Linked DNA regions of Mus musculus: region 2 is linked to region 1. The links are chromatin contacts, called in public promoter capture Hi-C maps. All regions are on one chromosome and are shown on one strand. The core of a region is the stretch at or near the end of the contact, and the rest is flanking DNA. Distances in the headings are between cores, read along the strand shown.

The links. Promoter capture Hi-C pulls out the DNA fragments that hold promoters and counts their contacts.
Region 2: a contact with region 1 is called in a promoter capture Hi-C map of embryonic stem cells, with 7 times the contacts expected there. The contact joins the enhancer-like site here to the promoter of Cisd2 in region 1. A contact is called at or near these places in 2 of 39 promoter capture datasets (cranial neural crest and embryonic stem cells) and 6 of 115 datasets of contacts at active chromatin or transcription factors (bone marrow-derived dendritic cells, embryonic forebrain, embryonic stem cells and 1 more).

Annotation. Positions count from the first base shown.
Region 1 is chr3:135,420,875-135,427,774 of GRCm38.p6, reverse strand. Cisd2 (CDGSH iron sulfur domain 2) reads left to right here and starts at 4,342. Exons shown (of 3, transcript NM_025902.3): 1 at 4,342-4,516. The coding sequence starts at 4,414.
Region 2 is chr3:137,844,278-137,851,177 of GRCm38.p6, reverse strand. No RefSeq gene overlaps it. Among named protein-coding and RNA genes, the nearest start is that of Gm43403, 17 kb to the left of the region's middle. Within about 2 kb of position 2,642, at least 34 of the 459 cell types and tissues checked have an H3K27ac peak or open chromatin away from gene starts, as enhancers often do. A contact at or near this core is called in embryonic stem cells, where this site is marked.

The DNA of each region.
Region 1 (6,900 bases), core at 3,093-5,592:
AGAACCTACCCAATACGACTAAGAGTAGCATGATACATTGCGGTATACTGATAGAATAGTATAAAACAGTGAAATAAATGTACAGCTGCTACAAGTACCGACATGAATAAATCTCACAAAGTTACATAAAGCCAGACACAAAATATACTACGTATAATTTAATATACATAAAGGTTAAGTACTAGTAAATCTAATATTTTATCTTAAAATTCGGAATATAGTGACTTACAGACAGACGAGTAATAATTAAGAGACAGTAATATAGTTGTGTACGTGGTGGCCATATAATTATCTTTATGATATCATTGGTGCAGAGCAATTGTGTATATTTATGTATGCCATGCTTCCATTAAATGTTTATTTAAAATAAATTCATCTAAGGGCTGGAGAAATGGTAGATACAGATATTTCTTGATATCTACATGGGGATCCTTTAAGAATTTTATACTTACCAAAATCTTGAGTGCACAATAGACATACCAAGTATTGACATTTGGATTATAATAATCAGGCTGCCATATTATCTATGTAAAAACCAAAAGAAAAGCTGATATATGCATATAATTCTAGCACTTGGGAGGCAAAGGTAGGAGGAGTGTGATTTTGAAGTTAGCTTGGGCTACATAAGACTCTGTCTTGGTTTCTTTTCTTTTTGCTTGTTTGTTTTGTTTTCTAAGATCTATTTTATATATGTAAGTACACTGTCACTGTCTTCATACACACCATAAGAGGGTATTAGATCCCATTGTAGATGGTTGTGAGCCACCATGTCATTGCTGGGATTTGAACTCAGGACCTCTGGAAGAGCAGTCAGTGCTCTTAACCACTGAGCCATCTCTCCTGCCCGTTCTTGGGTATTTTTTTAAAGGTGACATTTTAGTTCCAGTAAACCCAGAATTTGTTGAATACTGTGTCATAACATAGTCAGATAAGCATGCCAGTTCTCTTTAGAACATATTATTTTCAAGTGTGTGTTTTATGAATACCCATTGGTTTAGCTTCCACATTTATTTCCTGCTAACCCTGGTTTTAAAGAATAAGACTAAGTTTAATAAATCACTGCTAAAATTACAAAAAAAAGAATACCCAATGTTTTAGAGTTCTAGAATAACAGACTTATAGAATGTATCTGTCTATTCATCTGTCCATCAGTCCATCTATCCATCTATATGACTACCATCCATCTTTCTCCTCTCTGTCTCTAGCTAGGGTATTATTTTAGAATGGCTGACAGGCTATGGTCCAGCTAGTCCAACATGGCTGGCTACCAATGGATAATCCTCGAATCCGGTAGCTATTCAGTCTATGAAACTGGATGTATCAGCTGGGCTTCAATATATACCCGAATACCAAAGAAGTGGGCTCTAATGCTAGTGAAGGAATGGACTTGCCAGAGAGAAGGAGAACTAGACAGAAAAGCTTCCTTCTTCCATGTCCTTTATATAGGCTACCAGCAGAAGGTGTGGCCCAGATTAAATATAGACCTTCCTACTTCAAAAGATCGGGATTAAAGTTGGGTCTTCCCACTTCAAGTTATTTAAGAAAAAATTCCTTACAGGAGTACCCAGCTGCTTGAGTTTCAGTTAATATCAGATATAGTCCAGCTAGCCAATAAAGTAGACTGTTACAAATGAAAAATACTGGAAATGTACCAGATGTAATGGTATTTGCAAGATTATATTCGACTATCTGCATCTATTTAAAAGAAATAAAAATAAGAGGGTGAACAGACAGTCAGTGAGTAAATGCACCAGCTGCTCTACCGAAGGCCTGGGTTTGAGTCCCAGCATTTACATAGGGGCTTACAACAGTCGGTGACTCCAGTCCCTAGGTATCTGATGCCTTTTCTGGTCTTCATAACTACCAGGCATGCATGTGGTACACAGACATACATGCAGGCAAAACACAGACACACTAAAAGAAGAAATTTAAAGAGAAAAGAAGTGAAACAGGATATAAATTCTGATGGGACTATAAGACTATCCTTTAACATAGCTCGTGCCATTCAACAGAAACAGCTAATATATGATCCATACTTTTCTAAATTTCAAGGAAAAAAAGTTTTAGGCATATAAGCTTCCATCAAAAATATCAATCCAGTATCTACAAATACTGCTGAGAGGAAGCTAATCTCTCTCTCTCTCTCTCTCACACACACACACACACACACACACACCTGTAATTCTTTTTATATGGAATTCAAAAACATTCAAAGGAAAACAACAATTGCAGTGGTGGTATTGCCAACTGTGGCTCTAAAGAATACTGAGTCTCTCTGGGTATTAGACATACCCTATGTGGTGACAAGGGTGTCTGAGTGTGCTGAATTGTTGAGTCTCTCTGGGTATTAGACATACCCTATATGGTGACACTGGTGTCTGAGTACACTGAATTGTAATCTGGCACTTGAATATTTGTGTTTCTAAGACAGGTTTCTACCTTTTATCCCAAATGAAAAACTGTAGAGGTCTTAAGAATGTCATTCAACATAGCCTATTTTGTCCTTGTCATGATGAATTAAAAGAAATATCCAATGTCCTTTCGCAGACATTCTTCAGTGTACCCTATGTTCAACTTACCTCCTACTTCAACCATTTCCACAAGGACGGTATACCTGATTAGCAGAGGTAATACAGTTCAGAGGGCAAGAATGCTTAAATTTCACTCCTTTTAAGACAAACAACTTTGGGACCTTTTTTCCTTCAGACAAAAACAAACAAAACAAAACAAATAAACAAAAAACCTAACCTCCCAAAAGGAATGGAAATATGGAAATCCTAATGGAAACAGTAATCTTTTAAATCACCACTTTTTGGTGTATCATTTGCTATGCCATAGCTCATAGACATGTTCTATATCCAAAAACCTTCAATTATCCAATTGTACTTGGTCAATCTGATCAGGTTAAAAATGATAGTAATTTTAAAAAAACTTTTCATCACCTGCTACTTTTCTTTTTAGTGTTTTAGTGAAAAAAATGATCAGAGTTAAATTTAAACAGTTCAAAGAACAGTTTACTTTTCTTTTTTTTTTTTTAGATTTTTTTTTTAAATTAGGTATTTTCCTCGTTTACATTTTCAATGCTATCCCAAAGGTCCCCCATACCCACCCCCCCCCAACAGTTTACTTTTCAAACTTAAAATACCAACAAAAAAATAAAGCTGATTACAGCTCGATGTTACGTGGGCATACCAAATGCTGAATGTTACAGAACACTGATGTCAAGTTTCCAGGATACTTTTACCAGGTACTTGCTCTGGCCTTCCCTTAGCTCTAGTACTTGTGGTCTGTTTAAAGAATTTAAACGAGACACAGGATAGTGAAGACAAGAGTTTATTAAATGATAAAGTAGGGTACTCACAAAGGGGAGAAGAGACCAAAGGGAACACTATAGAGGTGAACAATTTCATGAGGTGACAGTGGATAACAGCTAAACTATGGTGTTGTGACATGTTTTTTAAGTAGGCTTTGTACTATTTAAGTCTCTTGAATAGACAATTTTCCGATTTCCTTGATAGGCCCATTTGGATGAACTCATAAAGGAGGGAGAACAGTGGTTACACCTTTATTCTTCCCAGAAAGCTCTCCTTTTCAGCACCAGATAGCAAACTTAAGATCTTTGGCTCAGTTTAGAATGTCATGTTTTCACCAAGGCCAGAGATTTTTTTTTTTTTTTGACCAGTAATCAGAGTTGCAGTTTCAGTTCCGAGGATTGTAAGCTGCAGACTGAACTTGGGGTCGGTCCATCCTCAGTGACCTTCAAGCCTGCTCATCTGACTAGCTTGCTATTCAACAGTAGGCTCCTGGGTCAAAAGCCCTTAACTCCACAGCGAATGCATTACCCTGGCTATTCTAACCTCAGCCAAGATAGGTAAGTAAAACCACTCCAATACCTTTACATTTTACAAGACGTAAGCCCCGTGTCACAGAAACTCCACAAGACAAGCGTGGTTATCCCAGCATTTGGAAGATGAAGATACTCATAGTTATCAGCCTCCTGAATGTCAGTTCAGGCTGGGTTACATGACTGTCTAAAAAAGGGGGTGGGGGGCAAACACATTTCCCCCCTTTAAAAAGAAAAGCCTTTGACTGCTTGGGCAGAACTGACTAAAGTTGCGGAGGAAAAAACAATCAGTGGGTAACTTTGGGTTTCTTTCAAAACCCGGCCACCCGCTTCCGCAGACGTCAAGGGTCGAAAGCGGACGCCCACCCCCGCAGCCGAGCCGAGGACAGGCCGGGCTCCGTACGCTGGGCGCTGCGTTGCGCTCGGCTCCGCTCCGCAGCGCGCACGTCACTCGCCGCGCGCCAATCGCGGCCCGGCGGGCCACCTCCCGCCCGAGCCCGCGAGCCCGCCGGCCGCTTCCGCTCTCACGCAAGCGCAGCAGCCGGGCAGCGGACGCCGCCGGCGGCAGGATGGTCCTGGACAGCGTGGCCCGCATCGTGAAGGTGCAGCTGCCCGCCTACCTCAAGCAGCTCCCGGTCCCCGACAGCATCACCGGGTTCGCCCGCCTCACAGGTAACCCTCCCGCCGCCGTCCCATCCTCGCGCGCCGCCCCCGTGGGGGCAGCGGTGGAGAGCGCGGCGCGGCGCGGGGCGGGCCGGGGCGGGGCGTCAGGCCTTGGCACGTGACCCGCGGCCGGCGTGCGCCTGCGCGGCGCGAGGCGGCCCCGGGAAGGGTTCCTTTCCCGGGCGACCGACCCAACGGGTTAATGCCGGGGAGTAGGTGCTGAGGTAGGAGCGACGCGGCTCGTTCCTGAACTCACTGTCGCATGCATCTTGTAAAGCACTTTCCAAGTCCTCGCTGTGTGAGGCGCCCAGCGCGTGGGGAAGAAGTACTGCCTCCACGCCATGCCCGTGTATGATGCCTGTATTAACGAAATCACCAGTGACCTCCCTTCCCGACAGCACTTGGAGGCTTGAAGTCACCTATCATGGAGGCATTTGAGGTCACCTCCATAACTACAGTTCCTGGAGCAAGTTGAGGTGCAGAAAAAGTAGCCGGATGTATTCCTAGGCTCTATGATTTTGGAGCATTGAATCTATTGTGAATTAAGGTTCTGCCTGTATGAAAAGGTTCCCGCAGCTCAGTAATAAATATCTTGACTATATGCAGAATGCAGTCAGTACTTGATAGATTGTGTTGGGTTTGGAGCATGATGGTGTAGGTTAAATTTTTCTAAACCGTGTCCGCAGACTGTATGAGATGGTGACAAAATCAGCAGTGCCTGAGGTCCCTAATATCAGCGAATGCAAACATGAATTTAGATAACTCGGAGGTGAGTAGTCTAGAGACATTTGACTTGAAATACAATAATTGGGAGACTTGGAAGAAAAAGTAATTCCGTGTACCAGAAGATGGAGTTCATACCAAATTGTTGAGGAGTATTTGGAGATGGGTGTCAGCCCCATTCCAAGGAAATTATTTTGTTTGCAGTTTGGCTTTTCCTGAGTGAGTTCCTCAAACAGATGTGCATTTGATACTCGCCCCTCCCAGGGATAAAAAGTAAAAACAAAAGAGACTCATGTGTTTATATGGATACACCTATACCATACAGACTTTAACAGAGAGATTTTTTTTTTAATTGTCACTGACAACTGCTCTGTTAACAAGTAGGTTTTAAGCTTTTAACGTGTTTAAACATTAGATCCAGTAGAGTGTATGAAAGAGATTAGAAAGCACTGTAGCTGACGAATCCACACCAAGGAAACATGCAGACACTTGAAGTAACATAAAAGTAACAAGAACAAAAAATTCCAAATCTTCTGTTCTCTATAAATATCAAAATTTCTTGGTCCTGTGCCCTTATTTTTAAAAACTGTAGCAAGTACATGACTTGACTTCCCTCCCCTGCCATTTCTTTACCTCGGCACTGTTTCGTGTAACCCTCCTGCAGGTATTCTGACAGTACTGATCTTGTCCTCTGCCTTCCTGCCCCTTTATAGCTTGAAATTTAGAGTTCTATATTTCAAATAAGTGCGTTGTAGTAGTTTAATGTTAGTATACATAAACCAATTGTTTTTTCTCTTCTGAATGGTATAGTCTTGAATGTAATTCACTAAAACTGGGAATTCAAAGCCAAAGAGGCATAGTCATTTTGTGGCATTGTTCTGCTTTGCCAATTTGTCTTAATAATACACATTAATTAGGAGTTTAATCCGTTTTTTTCTCACCCTACTGAAGGGCATCTTGCATGTGTTGGTTATGACTGTGGCTGCATTTATGTTAGTTTCAGGTTTTTGTGGATGAAATGTTGTTGAAGCAGGTTATGACTCTTTGTTTAGTGGCTAGAAAGCCTTATAAGCCTTATAAGCTTATGTCCTTACAGGTCTATTCATTCTGTCAGTAAATAATTCTTATTAAAGCCACTCAGGAAATTCAGCCATACCTTGCCCCTCCTAAACCAACAGTGTGCAGTAGCTTTCTCTCTAGAATTATGAAATATTTGATGTTAGCACTGTTTCTTAAAAATAACAACCACTCTGGCGTCCTCTCAGTTTCAGTCAGGGTCTCCTGTGACGCAGGCGGCTTCAGACGTCACTGAGGGTAATCTCGAACTCATGATCCTTCTGCCCTCGCCTTGCTAGGAACAGGCCCGGTGAAATGTGAGTGGCAGTTTAGTAGTAGCTATTTAAGCCCCAACACAGTGTCTACAAGTCTAGTTATAATCTGAATTGCTAGCTTGTCCAAGAAACATGAGCTTGCTTGCAGTAATGGCTTTCTGAGAACATTCTGTCTGGAATCTGACAATAACAGTTACAGAGTCTGTTTTGGAGGGCTGGTAAAACCCTGCAGGCTACTTTTCACCAGGTGTCCCCTTCAAAGTATATCATAATAATGTGATGTTTGTTTTCTTAAGGGAGCTACTTGAAGAATCTTTCATGTAGATTTTCATTCAAATA
Region 2 (6,900 bases), core at 1,393-3,892, 2.4 Mb before region 1:
GAGATACACATGCCTATAAATGTACAATACTTCTGCATATGACCATCTAAAGCAAAAACATCAGTGCCAAGAACAAATACCAATAAAGAAAAGAGATTAACGACAGCAGCATCAAATTAAAAAGCCATTTATAATAGCAGCATGTCTGAGTTAGGGTTTTACTGCTGTGAACAGACACCATGACCAAGGCAACTCTTATAAGGACAATATTTAATTTGGGCCAGCTTACCTGTTCAGAAGTTCAGTCCATTAACATCAAGGCAGGAATATGGCAGCGTCCTGGCAGGCATGGTGCAGGCAGAGCTGAGAGTTCTACATCTTCATCTGCAGGCTGCTAGCAGAATATGGGCTTCCAGGCAGCTAGGATGAGGGTCTTAAAACCCATACCCACAGTGACACACCAATTCCAACAGGGCCACACCTTCTAATAGTGCCACTTCCTGGTTCAAGTATATACAAACCATTACACAGCATTTACAGATGTATCAAGGCTCAAGAACTTAAAAAAAGAAAGAAAAACAAACTTTTAAAACTGTCTACCCTGGACTGGTTGTGATGGCCAAGCTAGTTCTTTCTGCACAAACTTGATGGCCTGAGCTCCCTGGGAACCTATGGTGGAAGGAGAGAGCCAACCCCTGAAACTTGTTCTCTGTATTATTTTCTATTGCTGTGATAACACACCACAACCAAAGCAACGTGTAGAAGCGTTTATTTGGACCATGGTTCCAGAGGGACGAGAATCCATCATGGCAGAGACATGGCAGGCATGGCTGCTGGAGTGGCAAGCTGAGAGCTCGCAACTCCAACTACAAGCAGGAAGCAGACAGAGTCAAAAATAGAAGTAGGTAAGACTGTTTACCCTTTTTTTTTAAAAAGATTTATTTATCTTATGCATATGAGTACACTGTAGCTGTATAGATAGTTGTGAGCCTTCATGTAGTTTTTGGGAATTGAATTTTAGGACCTCTGCTCGCTCTGGTCAACCCCACTTTTTCCAGTAGCCCCACCCCACCCCCACCCTCAATCAGTCCCTGCTCGTTTCAGCCCAAAGATTTATTTATTATTATACATAAGTACACTGTAGCTGACTTCAGACGCACCAGAAGAAGGCAGCAGCAGATCTCATTATGGGTGGTTGGGAGCCACCATGTGGTTGCTGGGATTTGAGCTCAGGATCTTTGGAAGGGCAGTCAGTGCTCTCACCCGCTGAGTCATCTAGCCAGTCCCCACCCCACCAAGACTGTTTACTCTTAAAGCCTGCTCTCAGAGGCATACTTTCTCCAGTAAGACTATACCTCTTAAACCTACCCAAACAGTGCCATCACCTGGTGACCAAGTATTCAAATGCTCTAAACTATGACAGACATTTTCCATTCAAACCATCACATACCCTTACCTTCACTCACACACTAATGTGGCATGCTAATGCCAAAGGCGCACACATGGACACACGCGCATACACACACACACACACACACACACACACACACACACCCCTAAACACACACAACAAACACATTAATCAAATCAAAAATTAATAAATGATGTCTGCCGGGGCCTAGCAAACACAGAAGTGGATGCTCACAGTCAGCTATTGGATGGATCACAGGGCCCCCAATGGAGGAGCTAGAGAAAGTACCCAAAGAGCTAAAGGGAACTGCAACCCTATAGGTGGAACAATATGAACTAACCAGTACCCCGGAGCTCTTGTCTCTAGCTGCATATGTATCAAAAGATGGCCTAGTCGGCCATCACTGGAAAGAGAGGCCCATTGGACTTGCAAACTTTATATTCCCCAGTACAGGGGAACGCCAGGGCCAAAAAGGGGGAGTGGGTGGGTAGGGGAGTGGGGGTGGGTGGGTATGGGGGACTTTTGGGATAGCATTGGAAATGTAAATGAGGAAGATACCTAATACAAAATTAAAAAAAAAATGATGTCTACCTGTTGTGTTTTCAATTAAGTTGGTTTCTAAATGTTGTTTGTGGCCAGTTCAAACTAGAAGGTCCATTTCTAATGCCATTGGAGTGTCACTTGATTAGGACCTGGAAGACTACCATTCTCTTCTCGGTTGATTGTGACAATGGATTGACTTAAAAGACTGGGGGCGGGTTTTGATTGATTGTTTTTTGTTTTTTTCCAGGTAGGATTTCTCTGTGTAGCCCTGAGCTGTCCTGGATCTTGCTCTGTAGACCAGGGCGGCCTCAAATTCAGAGATCCATCTGACTCTGCCTCCTGAGTGCCGGGATCAGCTGGGATTAAAGTTGTGTGCCATCACCACCTAGCAAGTTTTGAGTATAGCAAGTTTAGTATTTTTTTTATTCATGGTGCATATTTTTGGAGGAAGCCAAATCTCCTCAAAATTCACCCTCAGAAGCTGGACCTGCTTTAAATAATTGTTGTTGCGGAAATTCATTTATCTGCAAGATTAAGTGTTGCCAACTGCCTGGTTCCGTTTGTTTCATACACTTCCATGGGTACTTTCTCACTTATGCCACCCTTCATGGGTTATGAGAATTGTTGCCAAGGTAAATAGACTGAAGAACAGGAAGTAGATCGTGGAAGTCCTGCGTGGTTGCTCCCCAGTCCCGCGTCCTCCTACAGAGAGGGTTAGCACGTGATTGGCTCGTGCTGATGTATACGGAGGTAATGTGTTGTTTCTATATCAAAGCTTTTAGGGAAGCCATATGTAAGGGGAAGTTCTGATACTAAGGTCTAGTTCCCTAATTGATTCTTGATTTGTCAATAAAGAAGGCCGGGAACTCATTGCTGGGTGGAAGGGGCAGGTTGGGACTTCTGGGTCCCAGGAGGAAAGGGCAGATGCAAGCAAGGAGAGGAGGCTTTTCAGCCATGCTTTGGGGAAAAAGGGACACAGCCACCATGTAAGACCTCGGGGGCAGGTAGGGCCTGCAACCTCCTCTATGGGCGGGTTGCCAAAGATGTTTGGCAGGGGCTAATTGGAACAAGCCACTAAGTTTAGGGCAGAAGGAGAGACGGAGATAATACATTGGTAAGGACACACATTTCCAGGCGGGAGGTATTTGTGCCCAGCAATTGTGCTTAGCAGGCAAGTTATGGTAATAAGGCTGAGTATGCTGTCTTTTATCCCCGGATTCAAAAGGAAGCTGGGTTAGGGCTGTTTGCGATCAATCCAGGAGCTAAACCAGGTGGAACAAAGGGTAAACGAGAGGCTGGTAGCACAGCATGGCAGCTGCGGGGCAAGGCAGAAGCCTGTTTTTAAAACTACACGCAACATACATATGCCTCCATGTCGTCTTCTGTATTTGGGAGTGGTGCATGTATGACTCTAAGGCAGATGGAGTGGTAAGTCTAAATTTTCTACTTGATGGGATTTAGAATCACCATGGAAACAAGTCTGAGCATGTTTGTGAGGGATTATCTGGATTATGTTATTTGAGGTGAAGAAGACTCACCCTAAATTTGGGTGGGACCATTTCACAGCTGGAATCTCAGATAGCGATCTGCTTCCTGATTGCGGATGCCAATCATAAATAACCTACTCACCTCGATGGACAGCATACCGTTGAGATGAACCAAAACAAGGCGCTCTCACTCTCCTTTCTCTCTGAGTTGCTGTTTTCATGGTATCTTGTCACTCGGAGAAGAAAAAAAAAAAAGTAAAACAGGAGACAAGAACACATCTACAAGACTGAGTTCATAGAAGGAAATCTTGAAAACCAGAACTCCAACCCTTGAGTTGGGTTAGGCTACTGTGATTTTTGGTTATAGCATTTAGGTCTCCAAACTAATAAAACATGTGAAGTTAGCTTTGAAAGCCTTATACTATAAAGCCCATTATTTTTAGTAGCCTATCCTTATGCTTGAACTTTTGGGTTCAACCTCCAGCACAATTTTAAAAAAATTAAAATATGTTTTTTATTTTATCTACCATCTATATCTAGATCATCTATGTTATCTATCAACTATTTATTTGAGGCAGGGTCTCACTATATTCCCTAGCTGACCTGGAATTACTATGTAAATCAGGCTGGCCTTGAACTCATAGAAATCTACCTGATTCTCAAGTGCTGGGATTAAAAGAATGTCCTAGCACACTAGGAATTTATTATTTTTTTAACAATAACTATAGTGTGCCTGTTGGTTCCTACCAGTTCACCCAGCAGTCAGGAGACTTTAGGAGTAGGAATATTGTGAGTCCCAGACCCACAGCAGAGCTGTGCAAAACAAACACCACCACCACCACCACCACCAACAACAACAACAACAAACCCACTGAAAATATTGAAGGATGTGAAGGGCTCTAACAGGCTTGAGCGTGGCAAATGTGCCCCCAGGTTTTTTGCCTTTTACCCTTCTTTCTTCCTTGCTAAACACTGTTAGATTACACTCCTAAAGCTACCCCCCCCCCCCGCCACGCCCCAGGTCTATTTCCTCATTTGTCCACTGACTCATTTCCTAAGACGAACCACCAAGGTCCAGCAATCAAAATCCATCACTTAGTTAACATAGCCAACCAGAACTTACCAACTTCTCCTAACACAGACGCCCCCACTTTCTCCTTAAAAACCCATCCTGAAAAAAAAAAGAAAAAACCAAAACAACAACAACAACAAAAAAACCAAAAAAACCACCTGCTACTGAAGCAGCTGCTGCTTACTGACTGCCTTTGTGCAGTCCGGAGGCAGCCTGCTCACCCCCGCCACACATACACATTGTCCCTCCGGGACAATAAACCTCCTTTTGCTAAGAGTTTGGTGTAGGGATGTATCCTATACCAACTCCAAGGGGCTGCCCCAGCACCCCTTACAGGATAAGATCAAACAGTTTCTTGATTTTAAGATGTTCTAACATATCAAAAAAAGAAGACATGAAGATCTTCTCTACCCGGGTTCCACAGCTGTGATAAACATCGTAACCAAAAGCAAGGTGGGGAGGAAAATGGTTTGTTTGTTTGTTTTTTTTTTCAGCTTGAAGTTGTAGTCAGTTGTGTAAAGAAGTGGAGTCAAGGACTGGAGGCAGGAACCTGTTACCAGGAACTGATGCAGAGGCCATGGAGGGACACTACTTGGTGGCTAGCTTCACATGTCTGGCTTAGTTATCTTTTTTTTTTTTCAATATTTATTTATTTTATGTATGTGAGTACACTGTATACACTGTAGCTGTCTTCAGACACGCCAGAAGAGGGCATCAGATCACATTGTAGATGGTTGTGAGCCATCATGTGGTTGCTGGGAATTGAACTCATGACTTCTAGAAGAGCAGGCAGTGCTCTTAACCGCTGAGCCATCTCTCCAGCTCTTAGTTATCTCTTTTATATATCCTAGGCCCACTTGCCTAAGGATAAGCAAGGCTCATAGAGGTCTAGGCCTCCCACATCAATCATTAATCAAGTAAATACCCACACAAGCTCACCTATGGGCCAGTCTGCAGTGTAGTCACAGTCTACCCTTCCTGAGGTCTCTATTCTTGGGTTGTGGCTTGTCTTCCTTCTGTTTTTATTTTTTCCTTACTAAGAACACCCTCCATGTCTGATGTAAACCAGCCAGGCTAGCTTTGCAGCCTCACTGAGTTTCCCCACATAAAGGATATTTTATTGTTGGAGGCTGGCTTAGCTGTCTCAAAAAGTTGAATTCATCTGTGTAAGTGTATCTGTTGCAAATTTTATTTTTCTTGAGCTATACTAAGATAACACGTGGGAACCTTGTGTAAACATGCATGGGGAAAAGTGAATTTAGACAACTCAGATCTGACACTGCTACTGCCCAGGTTTAATTAGCCTCTGTGAATAGTACATAAACTGCAGGGTGTGCTTTGTCAACCCTTGTGCATCTTCCCAAGATGAAATAGCAGAAGGAGTGGGTGGTAGGCGAATGAGGGTGCATCTGTAGACTTAGAACTCAGGAGATGAAAGAGGGGCTGTGGGGTTGAGGCTAGCCTGGGGCATATCATAATAAGATCCTGTCTCCAAAAGACAGAGAATGTTCGGCATGGCTTGCAGAATGGCTCCTGCACAGAGGATGGAGAGCTGAAGAATGGCCACTCTGCCATCAGTGAGGTGGTCCTGGGACTGGAACAGTGGCCTTCACAAACACATCCGTGACATGGGCTTTGAGAAGCACACCCCTCAAGCATTCAAAGGGTCTGGAAATTTGCCACAGAGGAGAAGGGAACTTTAGATGTGTGTATTGATAACAGGTACAACAAAGCTGACTGAGTGAAAGAATATGAACTGGTCCATATCCTATCTGGGAGCATTTATCCTGGAAAAAATGGTGGAGATGTGTCTTAGAGTTTTACTGCTGTGAACAGACATGACCAAGGCAACTCTTGTAAGAACAATATTTAATTGGGCCTGGCTTACAGGTTCAGAGGTTCAGTCCATTATCATCAAGGCAGAAACATGGCAGCGTCTAGGTAGGCACGGTGCAGGAGTAGCTGAGAGTTCTACATCTTCCTTTGAAGGCTACAGCAGAGCTGGGCATTGGTGACACACGCCTTTAATCCCAGCACTCAGGAGGCAGAGGCAGGCAGATTTCTGAGTTCGAGGCCAGCCTGGTGAGTGAGTTCCAGGACAGCCAGGAATACACAGAGAAACCCTGTCTTGGGGAGGCGGGGGGAGGAAGAAGACTGCAGCAGAATACTGGCTTCCAGTCAGCTAGGATGAGGGTCTTAAAGCTTACACTCACAGTGACACACCTACTCCAACAGGGCCACACCTATTCCAACAGAGCCACACCCTCTAATAGTGCCACTCCCTGAGTTGAGCATAAACAAACTATCACTAGAAGATTCTGAAAACAAGATCTATGCTCTAGTAACCTATTTCCTGTCACCTGGAGATACTGATGGTTGCCAGCCACTTTGGGTGCTAGGAACCAAGGTCCTCTGCAAGATCAGCAAGTGTTCTTAATCACTCAGCC